Linked DNA regions of Mus musculus: regions 2, 3, 4 and 5 are each linked to region 1. A link is a contact called in public promoter capture Hi-C data. All regions are on one chromosome and are shown on one strand. The core of a region is the stretch at or near the end of the contact, and the rest is flanking DNA. Distances in the headings are between cores, read along the strand shown.

The links. Promoter capture Hi-C pulls out the DNA fragments that hold promoters and counts their contacts.
Region 2: a contact with region 1 is called in a promoter capture Hi-C map of liver, with 3 times the contacts expected there. The contact joins the promoter of Stk40 here to the promoter of Ak2 in region 1. A contact is called at or near these places in 2 of 39 promoter capture datasets (both in liver).
Region 3: a promoter capture Hi-C map of pre-B cells shows a contact between it and region 1, with 4 times the contacts expected there. The contact joins the promoter of Trappc3 here to the promoter of Ak2 in region 1. A contact is called at or near these places in 2 of 39 promoter capture datasets (the C10 cell line and pre-B cells).
Region 4: a contact with region 1 is called in a promoter capture Hi-C map of pre-B cells, with 3 times the contacts expected there. The contact joins the promoter of Clspn here to the promoter of Ak2 in region 1. A contact is called at or near these places in 2 of 39 promoter capture datasets (hippocampal neurons and pre-B cells).
Region 5: a promoter capture Hi-C map of liver shows a contact between it and region 1, with 7 times the contacts expected there. The contact joins the promoter of Thrap3 here to the promoter of Ak2 in region 1. A contact is called at or near these places in 2 of 39 promoter capture datasets (both in liver).

The regions. Positions count from the first base shown.
Region 1 is chr4:128,991,008-128,994,748 of GRCm38.p6, forward strand. It overlaps Ak2 (adenylate kinase 2), which reads left to right and starts at 2,217. Exons shown (of 7, transcript NM_016895.4): 1 at 2,217-2,429. The coding sequence starts at 2,337.
Region 2 is chr4:126,101,812-126,105,416 of GRCm38.p6, forward strand. It overlaps Stk40 (serine/threonine kinase 40), which reads left to right and starts at 2,146. Exons shown (of 11, transcript NM_028800.3): 1 at 2,146-2,335.
Region 3 is chr4:126,260,240-126,264,183 of GRCm38.p6, forward strand. Trappc3 (trafficking protein particle complex 3) reads left to right here and starts at 2,166. Exons shown (of 5, transcript NM_013718.2): 1 at 2,166-2,298. The coding sequence starts at 2,257.
Region 4 is chr4:126,555,130-126,559,350 of GRCm38.p6, forward strand. It overlaps Clspn (claspin), which reads left to right and starts at 1,851. Exons shown (of 26, transcript NM_175554.4): 1 at 1,851-2,008; 2 at 4,079-4,187. The coding sequence starts at 1,985.
Region 5 is chr4:126,201,075-126,204,984 of GRCm38.p6, forward strand. Thrap3 (thyroid hormone receptor associated protein 3) reads right to left here and starts at 1,636. Exons shown (of 12, transcript NM_001356455.1): 1 at 1,496-1,636. Gm25323 (a small nuclear RNA gene) reads right to left here and starts at 203; the gene lies at 101-203.

The sequences.
Region 1 (3,741 bases), core at 967-3,466:
TGGATGTGTGTGCACATGTGAGTGCAGGTGTGTATGTGTATGCACATTGGTAGAAAGACCAGAGGTTGACTTCTGGTGTCTTCTGCTTATTTCTCTCTACCTTTTGTTTCTAGATTTATTTATTTTACCTTATATGTGTGAGTGTTTTGTCTGCATGTACATGTGTATGTGCACTGCACGTGTGCCTGGTGCCTTTGAGGGTAGGAAAGAACTGCATCAGATCTCCGGAACTGGAGTTACAAAGGGTTGTGACTTCCCATGTGGATGTCGAGAGCCAAACCAACACCCAGTGCTCTTAACCCCTGAATCATCTCTCCTGCCCCTCTACCTTCTCTTTTGAGACAAGACAAGGTTTCTGTAGCCGTGGGCTTTCCCACCTGTACCCCAGTTCCTGAATAACTACTCGGAGGCTTCTTTGTTTATGAATAATTGCCTAGGCCATAGCTTTAGCTTGTCCCCTGACTAGCCTGTCACTTACCCAACCCATTTAAACGCTTCTGAGTTCAGCCACATGGCTACTTTCTTCTCAGTCTCATGAGCCCAGAGTCTGGGCCAAGCATCTTCCACCTCTGACTATCACCCAGAGTTCCCATCTCTTTCCCGGAACTCCCATCTTCTACTTCCTGCCTTTTGTTAAAGGGCCATCTGCTTTTGATTGGCAGGTGATGCTTCCACACAGTACACATCGATTCTCTCTACAGGCCTTCCATTGTATCTGAAGCTCACTCATTAGGCTAGGCTTTCTGCTCAGTGAGCTCCAAGAGTCTGCCGATCTCTACCTCCTCAGGGCTGGGGTTGTAAACAGTTGCTGACGTTACCTGAGTGCCGGGCACCAGAACGCAGGCCCTCACACTTGAGTGCTAGACACCAGTGACTGAACTTTGCCCTGCCCCTTAGTTCACAGTGTTACTTGTAATCCTGTGACCATGTAATTATATAGTGATCAGCTCTTACTTCCGCTTCCGGTCTTAAAAAGGACACAATAAACCCCTGCTTCCTTCAAGGCCACTAAGAGAACCCAACCAGATCAAGCTGGCTCCCATGAAAATCCAGGATGAGCAAGAAGTATGAATGTTAGTTTCTCTTTTTTCATTTGAATTTATTTCTTATTTTCTGTGTGTGAACATATATGTACGCGCAGATATGTGTACCACAGCACACATGTGGAGCTCGGTGGACAACCTGTGGGAGTTGGTTCTCTTCTTTCTTTCATTGGGGGTGGGGTCTTGTTAATCAAACGCAGGTCCTCAGAGTTTGGTGGCAAGTGTCTATACTAGCTGAGCCATCTGGCTAGCTGGTTAACATCATTTACCACTAGGGTGTAGAAAATGGTTGCACTGTGCCTGTGGGGCAAGAATGGTTTCCTAATCACACTTGCACTTACAGTTGAGAAAGGCTCCTTTGGGACAGGATGAAACTTTGACACACCTAAAAGCTGGCGACATCATTGCCTTGTTCAAGACAGGCTCATCTCTCTGGATAAAAACTGTCTTTCTGCTGACTTAAAAGTCAGGAAGGTTGTCTGTGTTCATATATGCATATGTGTTTTATTTTTACAGTCCTGGGGATTGAGCCCAAAACTTCTGTCTCTGTACTATAGCCAGCCCCAGCTATCTTCATTTTCATTTTGGGACAAGGTCTCATTAAACTGCCCAGGCTGGCCTTGAATTCACCGTCGTGGCCTTGACAAGCTTTAAATGTGATCTTCCCAAATAGCCAAAGTTATGGTGCTGTTCAATGGGGGTGTTCTGGAGGGAGAGGGTGTCAGATTACAAACTTGTTGGAATTTACTTAACCAATCTTATTATTAGACATCAACATCTTTGTCAGGAACTCATTACATATTCCTTGTTTCTGCCTTTGAATTCTTGGAAGTGGAATTACTGGTCCAAAGGTTACGTTATTGCCAATTTGTTTCCTGGGAGTGATTTTACCCACTTACACTCTCACAGGCAATTTTACGGGGCTCAAACAGAGACTCTGGAGTTATTAACTGTCAAAGGCCAAACTAGAACTTCACCCGCTCCAGGCTTCCTTCTCGTTTTTCCCGCCCACTCCATACACCAGCCGAGAGCCGCACGCGCTCTGTTGCCCCAGCTCTTCCCAGGCTGGCCCGCCTCTTCCTCGTTCCCAATTCTGCCCAATCGGAAACAGAATTTTCTTAGTCTCGTCGTACGATTGGTAAATGAAAGTGCCCGTCAAGTTCGGGGGCGGGTAGAGAGGGTTGACGGATGCGGCGAGCGACCAGTGTGAGCCCGGAGTAGGATGTACGCTGGCCTGGAAGCGCTAGACCTGTGAGGTGTGCGGCTGGCTGTTGGAGTGAAGCTTTGGAAGACATGGCTCCCAACGTGTTGGCTTCCGAACCGGAGATTCCGAAGGGCATCCGGGCCGTGTTGCTGGGGCCGCCCGGGGCTGGCAAGGGGACGCAGGTGAGTGTCGGTTCCGTGTCGGGCGGTGGAGCCCGAGAAGCTACAAGGTCAGGGCGGTCGGAGAGCCGGAAGCTCCTTTCCCGCCCCGGAGCTGGGTGGTGAGCCCTGGCCTGCAGGGACCCTCGCGGGGTCTCCAGTTGTGGCGCGGTGTTTAGGGGAGGGTCCCAGTCGCAGTAAGGGGGAGGCTGGGTGGAGGTTCTTGGGGGAACCCAGGATCGTGTTAGGGCATCCAGGGACTGTTACTTGAAAATTGTGAAAGGCAGGGCGATCCCCCAGGCTGAAGCTCTGGATCACAGGCCCGAATGGGAGAAAGCTTTGTGACCAAGTCGCCCTCGGAGTTGAGAGCGTATTGCCCTGAGTCAGGGATAATTTCTAGGCATAAGGGGGTGAAACTTTTAATTTTTTTAATGGCTAATGATTAGGGGTACTAAGAAGTCTCCACGTGGGGCAGAGTGGTTACTGGTGTATGCCTATCGAGGCGTTCTGCCAAGAGTGAGGCATGAGCCGCGGGAGCCACCAGTGTTGTTGGGGGTGGGGGGATGGGAGAAAACCTTTCCAGCTGGCCAGAAAACTGGAGGTGAATGTATAGATTCGGTTCATAAGCCACGGGCATCATGGGGGGTTGTGAGTGGGGCAGGGAGTGCTCATGGAGCAGCATGAGATGGCTCTGATGGTTGTAATTGAGCAATTGAGGGCCGCTAACGTGCTAGATCAACAGGTAAGAAAACAGGTGTAGAGGTCCAGTGACTTTTCAAAGTTAGTGAAATCGGTTTCACAGAGGCCTCAAGGATTGCCTTCTGCCCCACTGCAGAGCCTCCCTTGCTTGGCATCTGGGCCATAGATCAGGGCTGGGATTTATGCTGGCACGTAGGGCTTGGAAGCTCATATGGTGGGCCGTTGGTGTCACTTTCTTGCCCAGCCTTTGGCCACAACCACCCACCCCTCAACTCTACCTCCCCATCAGACCCCAAGCTTTGATGATCACTATGCTCTAAAGAGGGAATTCTTTCAAGGTTGCGTTCCCAAGCAAATGAGTGCTGTCCTCCCTCTTCACAGCACTGCTGAGTTTATTGTTATGTTTTTAAAGATACCTCCCCTCTGTCTCCCTCCGTCTCCCTCCCTCCTTCTCTCTCTCTCTGTCACACATAAGGTGGGAGAGTGTGTGTGTGTGTGTGTGTGTGCGCAGGGACGTAGAGAAAGAGTGTGTGGGGACATGCGTGCCGTGATGCATACGTGGAGGTCAGAGTGCAACTTGCTGGAATCATTTTCTTTTTTCTACCATGTGGAGCCCAGGGATCGAACTCGGACCGTC
Region 2 (3,605 bases), core at 896-3,395, 2.9 Mb before region 1:
GAACCTGATACACCGCTGGATGTGGTGGTGCAGTCTATAATCCAGGCTGCTGGGGAAGTGGAGGTAGGTTACAGGTTCAAATCCAGATAGTACTATAGAGACTAGAGAGCCAGCCTGAGCAACTTATTGAAACTCTGTCTCAAAAACAAAAGCAGTGGAGATACAGCTCAGTGGTGAAATACCTTCTACCACAGAAGAGGCCATAGGTTCAGTCCCAGGTACCAAAAAAAAAAAAAAGCAAAACCAACACCAAACCTTGCCATACTCAGGCCTTGAAGCTTGGACGCAAAGAAGCCAAAACCCAGCTGCTAAGTAGGGTTGGGGTTCTGTAGTCTGAAGAAGCTCCTGGGGGTGAGGTCTCCCCTCCTTCTGTGATAGTCCAATCTGCCTATCTCTTTTCAAGAAGCCATCTTGAGCTGTTGTGACAGGTGTCATTTTGTTATGGCAGCACCATCTGCCAGTGAGCCAGAGTTGGAGAGCCAGCAGGAGACTGTCACCACCCATGTATGTCCCAGAGATCCATGAGTTGGTGTCCTGATGACAGTTTTTTTTTTTTTTTAATCTCCTCTGGCTGGCACTTTCTCCTCCTCTGCTTTGTTAAAACTTCTATATTTTGAGTCAGCTGAGAGCCTACCAGGAGTTGGAATGGTGGTGTCAGCGCCCAGTGATTCATCTTACTGGTAATTAGTGAACTGGAAAACCCAAGATTCATCCCTGTCAAAGGCAGGGCTTCCGGAATCCTTTTTCTCCTCACTTTGTCAGAGAGAGGAGCAAAGTGGGCCGGCCTTCTGGATGCCTGCCTTTGAGTCACGTGCCTCCTAGAGGTTCCCCGACTGAGACCAGTGGGCATCTATAGGGTGTGGTTAGCTGGATGTGAAACTCCTTGGGTCCTCCCATGGTTGGTGTAATGTGTTATCCCCACTTGGGCAGCCAGGATTTACACTGAATTACCTAGTTTGTAAGTGATACAATGGGGATTCAAGCTCTAGCCTTTTTGGAACCCACGAAACTTTCTTCAAACCACAGCCCAGCCATTATTAGCTGGGTGTCACGGCAGAGGTTACCCTCTCTCTCTGAGTGCTACCTTCTGCATTTGTTAACAGGTCTCTAAAAGTGCCTCATTTTGCATAAGACAGGGCCTTAGGAGCTGGTATCATTACTAGTTATTCAGCATTATCTGCAGCTGAATGGCCACCAAGCCAATCAAAGACATTAAGAAAGGATTCAGGCTGGGACTTCATTATGAAGACCAGCCTTCGGTGTCCTAGCAGGGCTTAGTCGTGTCCACGTGTGTCTACACGTGGATCCAGAATGACCCAGGGGAGGGAAGAGTGTCATCAAGTACACTTGTTAACTCTGAGACAAAGGAGTGGGACTATGGCCGCTGGTACTGCTGCCACCGAGCCCTTCTGGCCGCTTCTACACGGCAGTGGACGGAAGCCAGGATTTTCGAGGGCCCCCAGTGAGTCACCAGACTGATGCAATCCCTTTAAAGGGCTCATCTGCTGGTGCAAGAAGCTGATTCATGGAGGGCGTGGCTGCTGAAGGAGGAGAAAGGACGGAAACTGGCAGGAGGGAGTGAGGTAGACAGCCGGCTGAAGTCGTTCATTGGAACTCTTCACTGCAATCTCCCTGGACAAGACTCTAGGGATGTCCAAGATGAACTTGGCCATCTTTGGGGTTTCTGAAGGGCCTAAAGTGAAATGAATTGTGACAGTAGCGACAGCCAATTCTTGACTTCTCTTGTACCCAACTTCAGCACTTTCCCACACAAATTTCCAGAAGCCGAGAAATGGGGAGCAAAGAAAGACTACTTTTCTAAAGAATGCAGTGCAGTTGGCGGGTTTTGCAACCACTTAGAGACGTCCCCAACCCCAGCAAGGAGAGCATAAGTCGGTGAGGTTCTGCAGAGCCAAGGCGGACCGGCGCCTCTGTCCCAGTCCCACTGTAGATGTAGATTAGCGGTAAGTACCGCCCCCTGACTGTCCAATCACTTTACAGATTTCGACCCAGACTCCACCCAGAACCAATTGGCGATCTTATCTGGGCTTCCTGCCTGAAGGCTTCCGCCCATCCTGAAGATGGCGCACCAACCCCAAACTCAGGCGAGGGGGCGGGAGGCGGGGCCGAGAGCCTATGCGTCACTTCCGTTGTCAGGTGGCGGCGCCGCAGCCATGGAGGGAGGCGGCGGCGGCAGCTCTGGCGGCTGCGCTGGGAGGCGGCGGTGAGCGGCTCCCACGCCCCCGGCCCGGCCCCGGCCCCCGGGACGGAGCGCCGAGCAGCCCCGACTCTGGGCTGCGGACTATGGGCAAGGAGCGCTGATTCCCCGGGAAAGGTGAGTTCGGGGTCCCGGGACGCGGAGCCGGGTGGGGGCTGCGTGCTGGCGGGGCGGGCCACCGTGGCGGAGGGACCCCGGTGACAGCCCGAAGCTGACCGGCGCGACCAGAACGGCTATAGTGAATTCCCCCTCCGCCACTGGAGGTCTGTCCTTCCCGGCAGCGGGGGCGTCGGCTGCCGGGAGCCTCGGTCTTTTGCCGCAGCCCTGGGAAATGGGCACTGCTCGCCTTGCCCAGACCCACTCAACCAGTCATCGAAGCAGCCGGCGTTTGGCCCGCTCTAGTTTTTCTCCCAGAGAGACCCGCTCCTCCTCTCCATGCTTCTCTCCTGACCTAGAGAGTGACTTGAAAGTTAGAACGAGTCCCCAAGGAGAGCCAGCCAAGGTTTTCCTCCTGGAGCCCTCACCCGTTGGCACCAACACCATCGCTGCTGGGGAATTTTCACATCCTGGGCGGCGTTCAGGTGCGAGTCACAGCAACCTGCTTGCCAGATCCACGTTGGGCCGGTCTTCACCGTGGGAGAGCTTGCTGTGGTCAGTGTTTCACCTGCCATCCTGGTCAGGCCCGCCCATTCCTACGATGCTTGGCCCCACCTTTCAATCTTGGGTAGGAGCTTTCGGATTCCCGGTGGCTTCTCCGTCCACCCCCACTCCCCCAGGTTGTTGGCAGAAGGAAGAGCTGACAGCCACCTTCGGTGGCAGGATAGACTTTGCTCTGTTTTAAGTCACTGGAGGAAACCGGTTGGCTTTGCTGGTTTTGAGAATCATTGAGGAAGAGGGTAGTCACGCTGGGCTGGGCGCCTTTCCCTCTCGGCTGAGTAGTTTTGCATGAGATAAGGAAGAGCAAAATCCTATAGCCCTTATTTATAAACAACGTTGTGAGTTCCTCCTTAAAGGCCCTGTTATTTGATTGTGGATTAGACTATCTCTGCCAGAGATAGTCCCCATTCATTCATTCATTCATTCATTCATTTTTCTCATAACAAAAGGGCCCTGCCTGTAGAGCCTAGTGCTGTGTAGTATTCGTAGGCTTTGGAGGCTCACTCCTTAAAGCCTGGGATTAAAAGTGTGTGTCAACCTTGCTCTGGACTCCTTAAATTCAGATTCTGGTGCCGCTGCTTTCTGGTTGCCCGACCTTGGGTCATTTGTATTCGTCCTCATTTGCAAACCACTGGCCATGGTAAAAAGAGTCATTATGGAGAGTTGCGCTAACACCTAATAAAGAGGTTCTTATCCGAACTAGTTCACTGTCCAGCTAGAGGAAACTGAC
Region 3 (3,944 bases), core at 916-3,415, 2.7 Mb before region 1:
TTGGGTGTCTTAGAGGAAGTCTTTTTTCAAGCTCCTACTAGGGATGAGAAACAACTGGTCCTGGGGTCTCTTCTCCAATTTCCTTTTTTTTTTCCTTCTTCCTTCCTTCCTTCCTTCCTTTCTCTTTTTTTTTTTTTTTTTTTTTTTGAGACCGGGCTTCTTGTAGCCCAGGCTGGACTTGTACACGCTGTTTGACTGAGAATGACCTTGAATTTCTTACGTTCCACTCTTACTGCCTTCTTTTCTAGGGAACAGGAGATGAGGGTCGGGAGGGATATCTGGTTTCCTAAAAGTCTTACTCCCTACAGGTGGTAGAGAGGGAGAGGGAGGGGCTGGAATTCAAAATTGAAGGGAGAAGTCCAAGAACTTGGGGCCTGCTGTGTAGGGAGTTCTGTCTTGTTTGTGCTGGAGATGAGACCCAGGGCCTTGCCCATACAAAGCATGCGCTCTACTCCTGATCCCTGACAGCCACCCCAAGGAGTTTTCAGGTTGCAGTCTGAGCAAGGATGAGACCTTACAGATCAATACATGTGCCCCGCCCCCACCCTTAATTCAAAACTGATGACTCGGAGAACTGTCCCAAAGAAAAGGCAGGGCCAAGTTCGGGAATCAGAGGCAGAGAGGGGGGATAATGAGTCCGTGAGAAGTCAAGGAGAGGCTCCACCTCCAGTCTGTCCAGAACCGCCCTGCCTGACAGCAGGCTGGGTGGGGTCAGGCGGCTGCCTGTGACTGTGACTCAGGTTTCTGTGGGCAGCCAAGGCAGCCGGCAGGGAGGAGCCCAGACCGACTGACAGGCTGGCCAACTGCTGTTTTCACCTCAGCTGTCCCCTCTCCTGGGAATGAAGGAGGCTCTGGACTAGCCTCACTGCTACTCTCCCAAGGCTACAGACTTCTGTCTTCTTCTTCTGCTCCCTTCTAGAGACCCTCATGCAGCCTCCTGAGGTCGTGCCACAGGATGGAGAGTCAGGGATCTCTGCCTCTAGGGAGGCCCCGGAATGTCTGTACTACAGGGAGAAGGCTATAATAATGATTGGTCCTATAACCTCAGGGAAAGACTGGGAGAAACCCTTGCCCCCCTCCAGCCTTCTCCTAGCCTAGCTGGCTCAGTATCTGGACAGAGCAGTTGTCATGGTGAAGGCCGGGTGGTACACAACAGTATATAGTTGCTGCAGAGACAGACAAGCAGGCTGAAGCGAGGAGACCTGAATTCCAAGCACAGTGCCCACAGGGCTGACCACTAAGGAGAGACGGCCGGAGCCAAATCCAAAGGGCTGTGGTCAGTGATGACAGGGCTTTGCCTCTGTGAAGGGTAAGAAGGGTTTGGTCAGCTAGCACATTCCTCAACGATTGTTGGGCTGTGTTTGGATCTGTTGGACTGTCTTGATAGTGTAGCTCGAAGGGAATCACATTTCCTCTGTGCCTTTTCTGTGCCCACGATCTGTGCTCATGTCTCATTAATATTTACAGCAACTGAAAGAACTTCAGCATCTGGCCTCAGATGGCAAGCCTGGGATTAGAACTCGGCACTGAGTGCCACCACAGCCGGCATCTTGGTTTTTCTGGGAACTAGGCAGGGTAGCTGTTCTAGAGAAGGGACGGTAAGTGATTTGGATTTGTTAAAAAGGCCACAAGTGTAAGGATGCAGGGCTTGGCTGTGTTTGGGGTTTGGGAACAGATGGCAGTTGAAAGAGAAAGCCGTTAACTATCCTGACATAGAATATGTGGTCATGCAAACTTTTTATAATGAACTTTAGACCTCTGTGTGAGCCATCGCTAGTTTTTCAGGACATCCTGGGCGCTTCTGGAGCTGATCTGCAGCAACAGAAAACAGTTCGAAATAGGGACTTTCCAAGACCAGTCTGGGAGAGAGAAGAATTTGCAGAACATCACAGTGCCAGTCGTGGGGGAGGAAAATAAGGACACTCTGTGGACAATGTAGGACTACCACAAGGTGCGGATGCCACCTAGCGGCCATAATGGTGCAGCCACCCGGGCGCTGGTAGCATTCCGGAGCTGCAGCTCGAGCTGAATCACGGGTGGGACTTCCGGGTAGAACTGCCGGATGCTGTAGTCTGACTTTGGTCAGCCGAACCACAAGTCCCGGGGTCCTCTGCGCCACACCGCGCAGGCGCAGTGAGGAGGGGCCGGTCAGTCCTAGACGCTGAGGGGCCGCGGCTGGGTTGAATCGGCGACTCCCGGGGTCTGGGATCTGGGTTGTGAGGAGGTGAGGTGAGGCGGCACTGAACGGTGGGCACCATGTCGAGGCAGGCGAACCGTGGCACGGAGAGCAAGAAAATGGTAACTGAGCGCGTGACCCGGCGGGCCGGGCGGAATCGAAGCTTCCTGGGAAGGGGCCTGGTGCTGGCGCTCCAAGTGATTGTCAAATGAGTCCTGCTGTGAGCTGTGGGATGGGGAAGTCCCAGTGTGGGTCATTCCCTAGGCGTCCGGCGCTGGGGCAGCTTGGGGGGACCCCTGAGTTGCCCCTCCGCCCGCTACACCCAGGTCTCTCGGGGTCGAGTGCTAAACCAACAACAGCGACGGTAATCAATAACAGTACCAACCATTTACTGATCTCTTACTGTGCGTTTGGTGCTAGGCTATTGCTTCCATTATGTCATTATCACAAGGTAACCTCTTCTAGGTGGATAATGTTATGGCGTTTTACAGCTCAGTGAAGTTTATGGGACATCCAGATTTACACTTCGGAAGAGTTAGGATTTAAACCCATGCCCCTCCATTTCTACAGTGAATATTTCAGCTTTTCACTATGCTTTAGGCATTGTGAGACTTAGACAGTGGTCTTGTCAGAAGGGGACTTGCCATCTAACATTAAGGAGTGAGCCGGCCTAAGTATTCAGTGGCCCCTGTAATGGTTGAGAGGATAACTGTGGTTCCTTCCCTAACCTGGGAGTAGTGGGACAGGATATAATCCCAAAAGGCTGGGCTGGGCTGGACTGGGTCTGGAGAGTCAGGTGGATATCAATTTTCTCCGAATCCCAAGGAAAGAGGCTTTCTTGTCAAGTGTTTTTTGTTTGTTTGTTTGTTTGTTTTTAGTGTATTCTTTTGCAGAACTGCCCATGCTGTGCCTTTGCTTTGGAGTTTCAAACTGAACATCTGGGAGCGGAACTGTAGCTCCAGTTGGTAGAGTGTCTGCTTAGCATGCACAAGGCCCTGAGTTGAATTCCCAGCACCACGTAAACTAAGCTTGCTCATGCATGCCTGTAATCCCAGCCCTCGGATGGTAGAGAAAAAGGGTCAGGAATTCAGGGTTGTCCTTAGCCCGAGATAAGATGGAGGCCAGCGTAGGCTACTTGAAGCTACTACTTGAAACTATTTTTAACACACAGAGTGTTGGGGACGTGGGGTGTGGGGCTCACATCAGGTTTGGGAGGTAACTCAGTGGTAGGATGCATATGCAGGATACTCTGAATTCAGACTTCAAAAAACAGCGGGACCAATCCGAGGTTGCCTGCCTGCTGACTAGATCTGGAAACCTATGTACTCCACTCTGGACAGTATGATTCAGTATGATTAGACTTTGTGTCTTATACCAGGAACAGCCAGCACAGGTGGAATCCCTGTTATTCCAGGCTGGTTCTTCCCCACCCCACCCCACCCCACCCCCAGAGCTGAGACTCTAACCCAGAGCCTTGTGCTTGCTAGGCAAGCGCTCTACCACTGACCTAAATCTCCAAGTCCCTAGGCTGGTTCTTTATAACCCTCGGACCACTTTCAAGACACAATGACAGCAATGATTCATCTCTACACAAATATTAAATTACACAAACACGAACTCAGTGATCAAAGCTGAGTTGGATCCTAGCACCGCAAACACAAAATGCAAAAACCCGACATCATATACACACATTTCATATACACACATTTGTTTGTATTTTCCAGGGATTTGTGTGGGCCTCAGCATACTCTGGGGATGGTAAGTTAAG
Region 4 (4,221 bases), core at 601-3,100, 2.4 Mb before region 1:
AGAGAGAGAGAGAGAGAGAGACATATGCTAGTGCTGCATACGACATATGTGTGGAGATCAGAGGATAACTTTGAGGAGTCTCTCCTTCCCGTCCACTGTGGGTTCTAGGGACAGAACTCGCCTAGGCTCTAGGGTGGTTGAGGCCTCTGCTGTAAGCACCTTCACCTGCTGATCCATCTTGCTGGCCTAGAACTGATTTGTGTATACTGATTCTGTGTGCTATGTCAAGATCCAAAGTGCCTAATTTTAGAAGTACAGGCTAACAGATGAAAGTCATTTTTATTCATTTTGGTGTTTATGGGTATTTTGCTTGAATGTATGTCTGTGCTCCACATCCATGCCTGTTGCCCATGGAGACCAGAAAAGGGTATCAGGGCTCCTGGAACTGGAGTTATGAATAGTTTTGAGCTGCCATGTTGGTGATAGGAGTTGAACCAGGGTCCTCTGGAAAAGCAACCAGTGATCTTAACCTCTGAACTGTCGTTCCAGCCCTCAGAAATAATTCTTTAGACAGAAGTGTAATTTGGGGCAACAGAACAGGAGAAGGGAGATTTTGGAGGATGCTCTCGGTGAGCCTGGAAATCATAAAGAGCAGGTGACAGTGGACGCGAGACGATCACATTACTTCCCTTACACGCTTCCTCCAAAGATTAAGAGAATGATGATTATAAAATTCTGCCCATTGTTTGTCACAAACTGTATGGCCAATAAAAGTCAGTCCTCCAAATGCTGGAGGAAGTGCTACAGATAGATGCATATTTGTGAATCATTGATGTATACGGTCATAGTAAAATAGCCTTTTTTTTTTTAAAAAGGGGGTAAAATATGAGGATGGGACTCTTTTTTGTATTTTTTGGAAGCCTGGAGATTATACCAGGGAGGGCCTCATGCAAACTAACTAAGCAAGAGCTCTACTACTGAGCTGCATCCCCAGCTCAAGACCCTTAGGGGTGTAGAAGTGGGCGGAGATGTGGAGAAATGGAGTTGTTTTTTATCTGAATGTGTATTCAGATAAAGGGGAGACCAGTGTCAGAGGTGACTGTCATCCCTCGTATCCTCTGAGGAGATTCTAGGGATGTGAGGTTTTCCGTGCTAAACCTGGGAAAGTCCTAAGCAAACTGGACAGAGTTGGTCACCATACCAGAATAGGTGAAGGGGGGTGGGGGGAGTTAGAGAGGAGGGGGGTTTGGGTGGGATGGAGGATAATAAATACTCAGATCTTTCTTTCCCTGTGCCAGCTGGTCTCTTTATAATAACTTTGTAAGGAGTTTTAACACTGGCTTGACCATTCAGAAGACAAAAGACAAGTCAGCTGGGACAATACAGTCCAGAAAGGACATTCTTGCCTGCCTATAGAACATGGGGAAGAAAGGACAGAGAATCGACCCGAAGAGGTAAAAACATTAACTCTGCAGGTTAGGATTGCTCCAGGGATGAACTGATGGAGAAAGCCTCCACTGGGGTCTAAGGTTCCCTCAGCAAAAAATTCAGGTGTGGGACACTCCCAGAATCCTGGGAACTTCTTCCCAGTTCACTTCCTGCATTGAAATTTCTCTCCTCTAATTGCATACGGTACGACCCATCGAACGAAGACATAGGTCAAAAGTCCAAGAACATCATTCGCAAGATACCTTCTTTCTAAGCCATAGCGCGGGATCTCTTCGCTCCCCGAGAACCCCCAGACACCCCAAAGCCACTCCTAGATCTGTTTGACAAGAGCAGCCGCAACCCGCCAAACCAACGCAAATTACATTTGCCGGGCAGGCAGGAGGCGCCTCCTGATTGGCAGGGCGATAGGGGTGGGGCCTCGGAGGGAAACCCTCCCTCGGATTGGTGCAAACCCTCAAGGTTGAGCGTTGTACCGCGTCTGGGCGCGAAAGCTCGAACTTCGCTGCCGAGCTGGAGACGGCGGGAGCTGTCGCCGTCAAGTTGAGGTTACTGCAGACACGTTCTCCTGGAGCTGTGCGGAAGGGAGGCCGGAATCATGACCGGCGAGGTGGGTTCTGAGGTGAGTTTAGGCTCTGGTCCGGGCTGTGGAGGCCTTTCGCTGAGGGCCGAGTGGGACAGTCAACCCAGCAGGGCCAGAGCGCCGAGCCGGGAGGACTACAATTCCCGGCGTGCACCGCTCCGAGACCACTGGACTGAGTCTGGGGGCCTCTGGAGGGTCTCCATCTGGCTTCCCGCGCTCAGTCCCCACAGCTTCTGGTTCGGCGGCGCGCGCTGTTGTCCGCCCAGCCGGGTCCTCAGCTTGTCACTGCAGCCCGCCTTGCTCTTTGGCGCGTTTCCTGCCGCGCAAGCTCCCTTTACAGCATCCCCACAAAAAAAAAAAAAAAAAAAAAAAAAAAAAAGGCCTTGGCCAGCCTGGCCTGGAAGTTGTGGGGTGGGAGTCTCTGTAAGCACAGGGTGAGGGGTATAAGCAGTTGGAACTCTGGTTCTGGAAGGAACTTGTAAGGGTGTCGCGCGTGGGCCCACAGTCTTTGCCTACAGTGGCCTGGCTCACAGCGTCCTTCCAGTAGCTGGTGACTCACTAGTGGAATTTGGCCATAGAAAACCTTTTCCGTGATCTGTGTTCTTTTCTGGAGCCAGGACTAGGGCCAAATAGTTGCCTTAAGAACAGATTTAATGGGGGTACCAGAAAAACCTAATCACCAAAGGAAAGCCTTTTTGTTGTTGTTGTTGTTGTTGTTGTTTTTTTTTTTTTTTTTTTTTTGAGACAGGGTTTCTCTGTGTAGCCCTGGCCGCCCTGGAACTCACTCTGTAGACCAGGCTGGTCTCGAACTCAGAAATCCTCCTGCCTCTGCCGAGTGCTGGGATTAAAGGCGTGCGCCCCCACGCCTGGCTATGAAAGCCTTATTTTGACATGAAGTTTTCACGATTAGATATTGAACAAAATAACAGACTTTAATCAAGATCTCGTTGTGCACCAACCTGTCTTTTTGCCTCACTAGGATTTTTTTAAAAAGCCTTAATTTAAATAACATTATTTTCAAAAGGTGGCTGACTTCATAAGCCACACTTTTGCTGACTCTTACTAGAAAGAGAGAAAGAAAGAAAGAAAGAAAGAAAGAAAACAAACATAAAAGTAGGAGACAAAGACAGGGAGGCAAAGTTAGAAGAATGGTATGTGAGCACAATTATGACATGAGTGAGTGTGTGTGTGTGTGTGTGTGACTATCACAGTGGGATCTGAAGGATGGCTCATAAATAAAGACATTTGTTTTGAAGCCTGACAGCGTGACTTCTATCCCCAGGACTCACCTAGTAGAAGAGATTAGATTTTTGCAAGTTGTCCTCTGTCTTCCTTCGGTGCTCTATAGCACACCACTCCCTCTCTAAATGTGCCTACACACACATGCAAAATAATGAAAAGGGGGGCTAGAGTGGTGGCTCATCTGGTAAGAGCACTTGCTGCTCCTCCAGAGGACCTGGATTTGGTTCCTGTCACCCACAACCATCTGTAATTCCAGTTCCAGAGAATCCAGTGTCCTCTTCTGACTTTCATGAGTATCAGGTTTGCACTCAGTGCCCTTACATACATACAGGGAAAATACTCCTACACATAAACAAAGTAAATCTTTTTAAAAAAAAATTTAAAAGGGACTGGAGAGATGGCTCAGTGGTTAAGAGCCCTTGCTGTTCTTGCAGAGAATCCTAGTTCAATTCCCAGTGTCCACATCATGACTGTAACTACGGCTCTAGGGTGTCTCATGAACATTTTGACCTCTACAGGCACTTCATGAATATGGTGCACAGACATATATGCAGATGAAACACTTATAAAATTAATACATCTTCTTTTCAATTGAAAAAACCCGAAAAACCAAGCGAATCTGATTTGTGCAATCGATGTGTTTAATAAAAGTAAATGGAGCTGTTCAGTTAGTATCCTGTAGCAATTAGTCTCGGTTTGTGTGTGTTTGGTTTTGGTTTTGGTCTGTGACTTTAAATGTCATCTGTGTGTTACACTGTCCCGTTTTGGTTCTTCCCAGTTGCAGCTGATGTCCCCACACTGTGTGTCCCCATATATACTCAGCTCTGTCTCCTCCTTGTTAATGCTAGGTTTATTCTCATTCTCTAGGTTAACCTGGAAGTCAACGATCTAAAACTTCTTTCACAAGAAGCAGCAGACAGTCCTGTAGACAGTGGACAGGGCAGCTTTGAAACACTCGAGCCCTTGAGTGAAAGAGGTTTGTAATATATGTTATGTTAATTTTAGGAATA
Region 5 (3,910 bases), core at 386-2,885, 2.8 Mb before region 1:
AGGTAGGAGGCTCAAGAGTTCAAGGCCAGTATCAGCTACATACAGAGTTCAGAGGCCAGCCTGGACCTTGTCTTAGGCAAAACAAAAATTAAAAAAAAAAAAAAAAAAAAAAGCAATCATGCCAAAATAGCTGCATTTGCGCAGGGGCCATTGCTAATCTTCTCTGTATCGTTCCAATTTTAGTATGTGTGCTGCCAAAGCAAGCTCGCTGCATTACTTTTTGATTCACTAAGTACTAATATTAATTCAAGATACACATCTGCAAATTAACTAAAAACTACAAAGACCAACTTTTCTCCACAAGTTTCAAGGCACCAGCCGTCTTTAACATTTATACAGAATAATATATACACCTAAGCTGTCTAAATAATAGGATTGACTACACACGGACAGTATTTCCACAAACAAAACTAGGAAAGATCTGAAAAAAGACAGTTGGATACATGCCTTTCGACTTAGGACCCACAATCGAAAACTCCCATACCCGGTAACAAGGGGTTAACCGTCAGTGAATTTCGTTGAATATTTACACTAAAGGTAGCCAGGGTTGTGCACTGCCATTTTAGAAAAAGAAAAAAAAAAACAAAAAAACTTAAGTACGTTAAAGTAAAAACTGAAATTTAAACGCAAAAGCTGATAAAGCCGTCTTTCTTGGCTCTGTCCTATAACGTCCTTGCCATATTGTTTCTATCCAATTAGCAAGCTCCTCGTTAACATAGGACTCTCACCGATGGCTTCCAACTTCTGGGCCACCAATGTTGCCGCCAACTACCGCCGCCACGCTCCACCCATTAAGAATCACAAGAGCAAAGAAAATAAGAGAAAAGTTGTTTAAGTGTGGGACACAACTGCTTCTCACCAGCAGGGCACACGCCAATCACCGAAGGAACGCAAGTCGGCCTCACTTGCAACCAAAGGAAGAAAGTGGGAACTATTTTTCCGATAGGAAATAAACTTGGAATAGGCCTCTTTTGGCCAAGAGAGGAAGAAAACAAAACAAAAGAACAAACAAGTTTAAAAAAAAAACAAACACAGAAGAAGTACTAACATTTAGTGTGCTAGCAGCCACATGGGCCCTAGAAGACAGAACCAGGCCAATGGAGACTGGTGGGGGAAGGGCGTGCAAGAGTTCCCGGAAAAAAAAAATTCAAATAACGAGGTTCGTAAAACAGGATTTGGGGGGCGGGGGGGAGATGGAGTTGGTGGAAGCCGTCGTTCCCGCACAGTGCACAGAAGTGTGCAAGCTGTTTCAGAGAGAAGGCGGCCGGAGCCCGGAGAACTAGGCCGGAGCGGAGGGAAGCGGAGAAGGGCGGGGAGGGGGAGGAGCCGATGGAGCAGGGCCCGCTCGGAGCAGGCCCGGGCCGAGCGTGGAGGAAGCCGCCGCACGCTAGGCCTAACCCTCGCCGGGGCCCAGCCGGCGCCCAGAAAAGAGGAAAACCCCAACACACAGAGATTAGCTGAGCTGTCCTCACTCCCATCAACTGCGTCCACTCACCTTGACCGGCCGGAGCGACTACAGCTGCAATCTCGCAACGGCACAACCGGCCCGAAGCTCGCCCCCGCCCGCTAGCGCGCCCCGCGTCCCCGCTCTCCGACGACGGCGGCTACCGCCTCGCTCCGCTACCTCCTGGGAAATGTAGTCCTAGGTTTCTCTCTCCTGACTCACCGGACGTCCTCTCGAACTCTATTTCCCACAAGGCAGAGCGAGCGTTGGGCCCGCCGCTTTGCGTCACGCGCCCGAAGATCGGCGGTCACGTGGGCGACTGCGTTGCGCCTCCGTTCCCCCCTCCCCCCGCTCCCGCCTGGGTGGCCTGAGGAAGAGGGAGGGAGGTGGACGGAAGGGGCCCGGGCGTTGCTGACGCCACTGCCCCCACCATTTTGGAGAGGCCTCTCCGGGGGACTGAGGGAGGGCCCGAGCCCCACCCACTCGTCTTCTGCTTACGTCCCCGGAAAGTCTCTAGTTTGGTGGCCATCAGGCCTCTTGGCATTCGTTCTGTGCCTTACCCTTCCCCTGCTTTCTGACCTTGAACAGATCGTTGTATAAAGTGAGGCTCATAATTTGTACCTCACAGAGTTGTTGGGAGGTCCCCGACAAAGGAAGGCACTTGATCACCCGGAACCCAGAAAACGCAACGCAAAATGGAGAAGAGTTGTTTTGATAGTGTGATCTCAGGGGACCCAGAAGTCCGTTGGATCTCGGTCTCTCCTACAGCCACCTCCTGTCCCATTTAATGGCAATAAGAGCCCAAAGAGGTTTTTAGTTTGGGGATTTTTTTCATGGGGAGCGGGGATTCTAGACAGGGTTCTCGGTATACTGAAATACTCTAGGTAGAGCAGGCTGGCCTCAAACTTGGCCCAGAGAAGTTTTTTAAGAACATGGGCCCAGGAAGTATATTAGTACCTGTGGAACCACAAATGTCCTGGAAAGTGAAACCCTGGGATTTGTGTTTTCTCCTTGGTTTTTGTTTTTTGTTTTTTTTTGTTTTTTGTTAACTTTAATTTTTAGAACAGAATCTCCCGTTGTATGCCAAGCTGTCCTGGAAATCACCGGGTAGCACAGGCCGTCCCCTAAACTCAAGGCAGCCTTTTCGTCTCAGCCTCATTCATGACTGCTGAGCTTACAGATGTTAAGTCACTACGAGGCTGTTTCTCACATGGTCACTAAGGTTTTTTAGAGCAGTTTGGTTTTCTCTGCACTTGCTTGCCTTAGTGAATCCTGCACATGTAAGCGTTCAAACGTCACCTTTTCTGTCATGCATTTACGAGCTACTGTACTGCTGTAGCTATTGAAACTGTTCCTGTTCAGATGGAAGGAAGGGTATCCAGGGATTCGGAAGGCCCAGGAACCGCTACGCTCTGAGAGGAAGCCTCTTCAGCAGAGGCATTGCAGCTCGGGAGCCTCAGCCCTGATCTTTCTTCTCTTCTTCTCTTCATGGCTTCTTTTCTTCTTAGCTTCTTCCAATGAGAAAGCCATACCAGGCAGCAAATCTCATAAAGCAGATTTATTGGGAGGGTTTGGGGTACAGAACAAAGACTCGAAGAGTAGTGGCTGTTTCTGCTCCTGGCAAGTGAACGAAGGACAGGGGTTATATATATAGGATTTATTCGGAGGCGGGGCTTTTCAGGGCATGCAGAGATTTCCGGAGTAAGGATTGGTGGGATCTCAAGTCCTGAACTTGGGGAGCTCAGGGATTGGTGGCTTTCCCCCACCCTCTTTCCTGTATTGAGCCCATGGATTAGAACAGGAAGACCTTCCCAGCTGCAGGCGGCTTTGACCTGACGGACACTGGAGACTTGATGCCCCAGCTGTGGTGGTACTTCGTGATGGCTGAGGTGGGAAAGCAGTTGCCGCCATTTAGACAGTTCCTTAGGTGTGCTGCCCAGGGACTACACCTATAATTACTAAAGCACCTGTTTTGTCACCAGCAGACTGTGAGCTCTTTGAGAACAGATGTTAGGGTCGGTCTGGTTTGGTATTAAATGCTAAATTCTGTACCCCAAGATCTGGTTGTCCCAAGACGAGCCAGTTCTCATGTGCATCAGCTTTTGTCATGCATACCAACACCAACAGCAGCACCAGAGCAGCCCCAGCAGGGATGATGAGTGTTGATGAATTTCTCCACATACCAGGCCAAAGCAGACAAAACACACATCGATCGGTAAACTTTTCTCACGAGAGAAAAGTCGCCAAGCTCAACTCAATCTGTAAGCTCTCTGGCCTCAGTAGTATTCTACGTAATTCATACTTCCCCACTTGTGAAGCATTTCCTGTGAGCTGCATACTCTGTAATTCCTCTTGAGACGTTCGGTTTCGATTTAAACTTCAGTTTGCAGGTTTTCTGGATGTCTACTACATGCCATGCCTAGTGCAAAATACTGCAAACACACTGATAAGCTAGACGAGTACCAT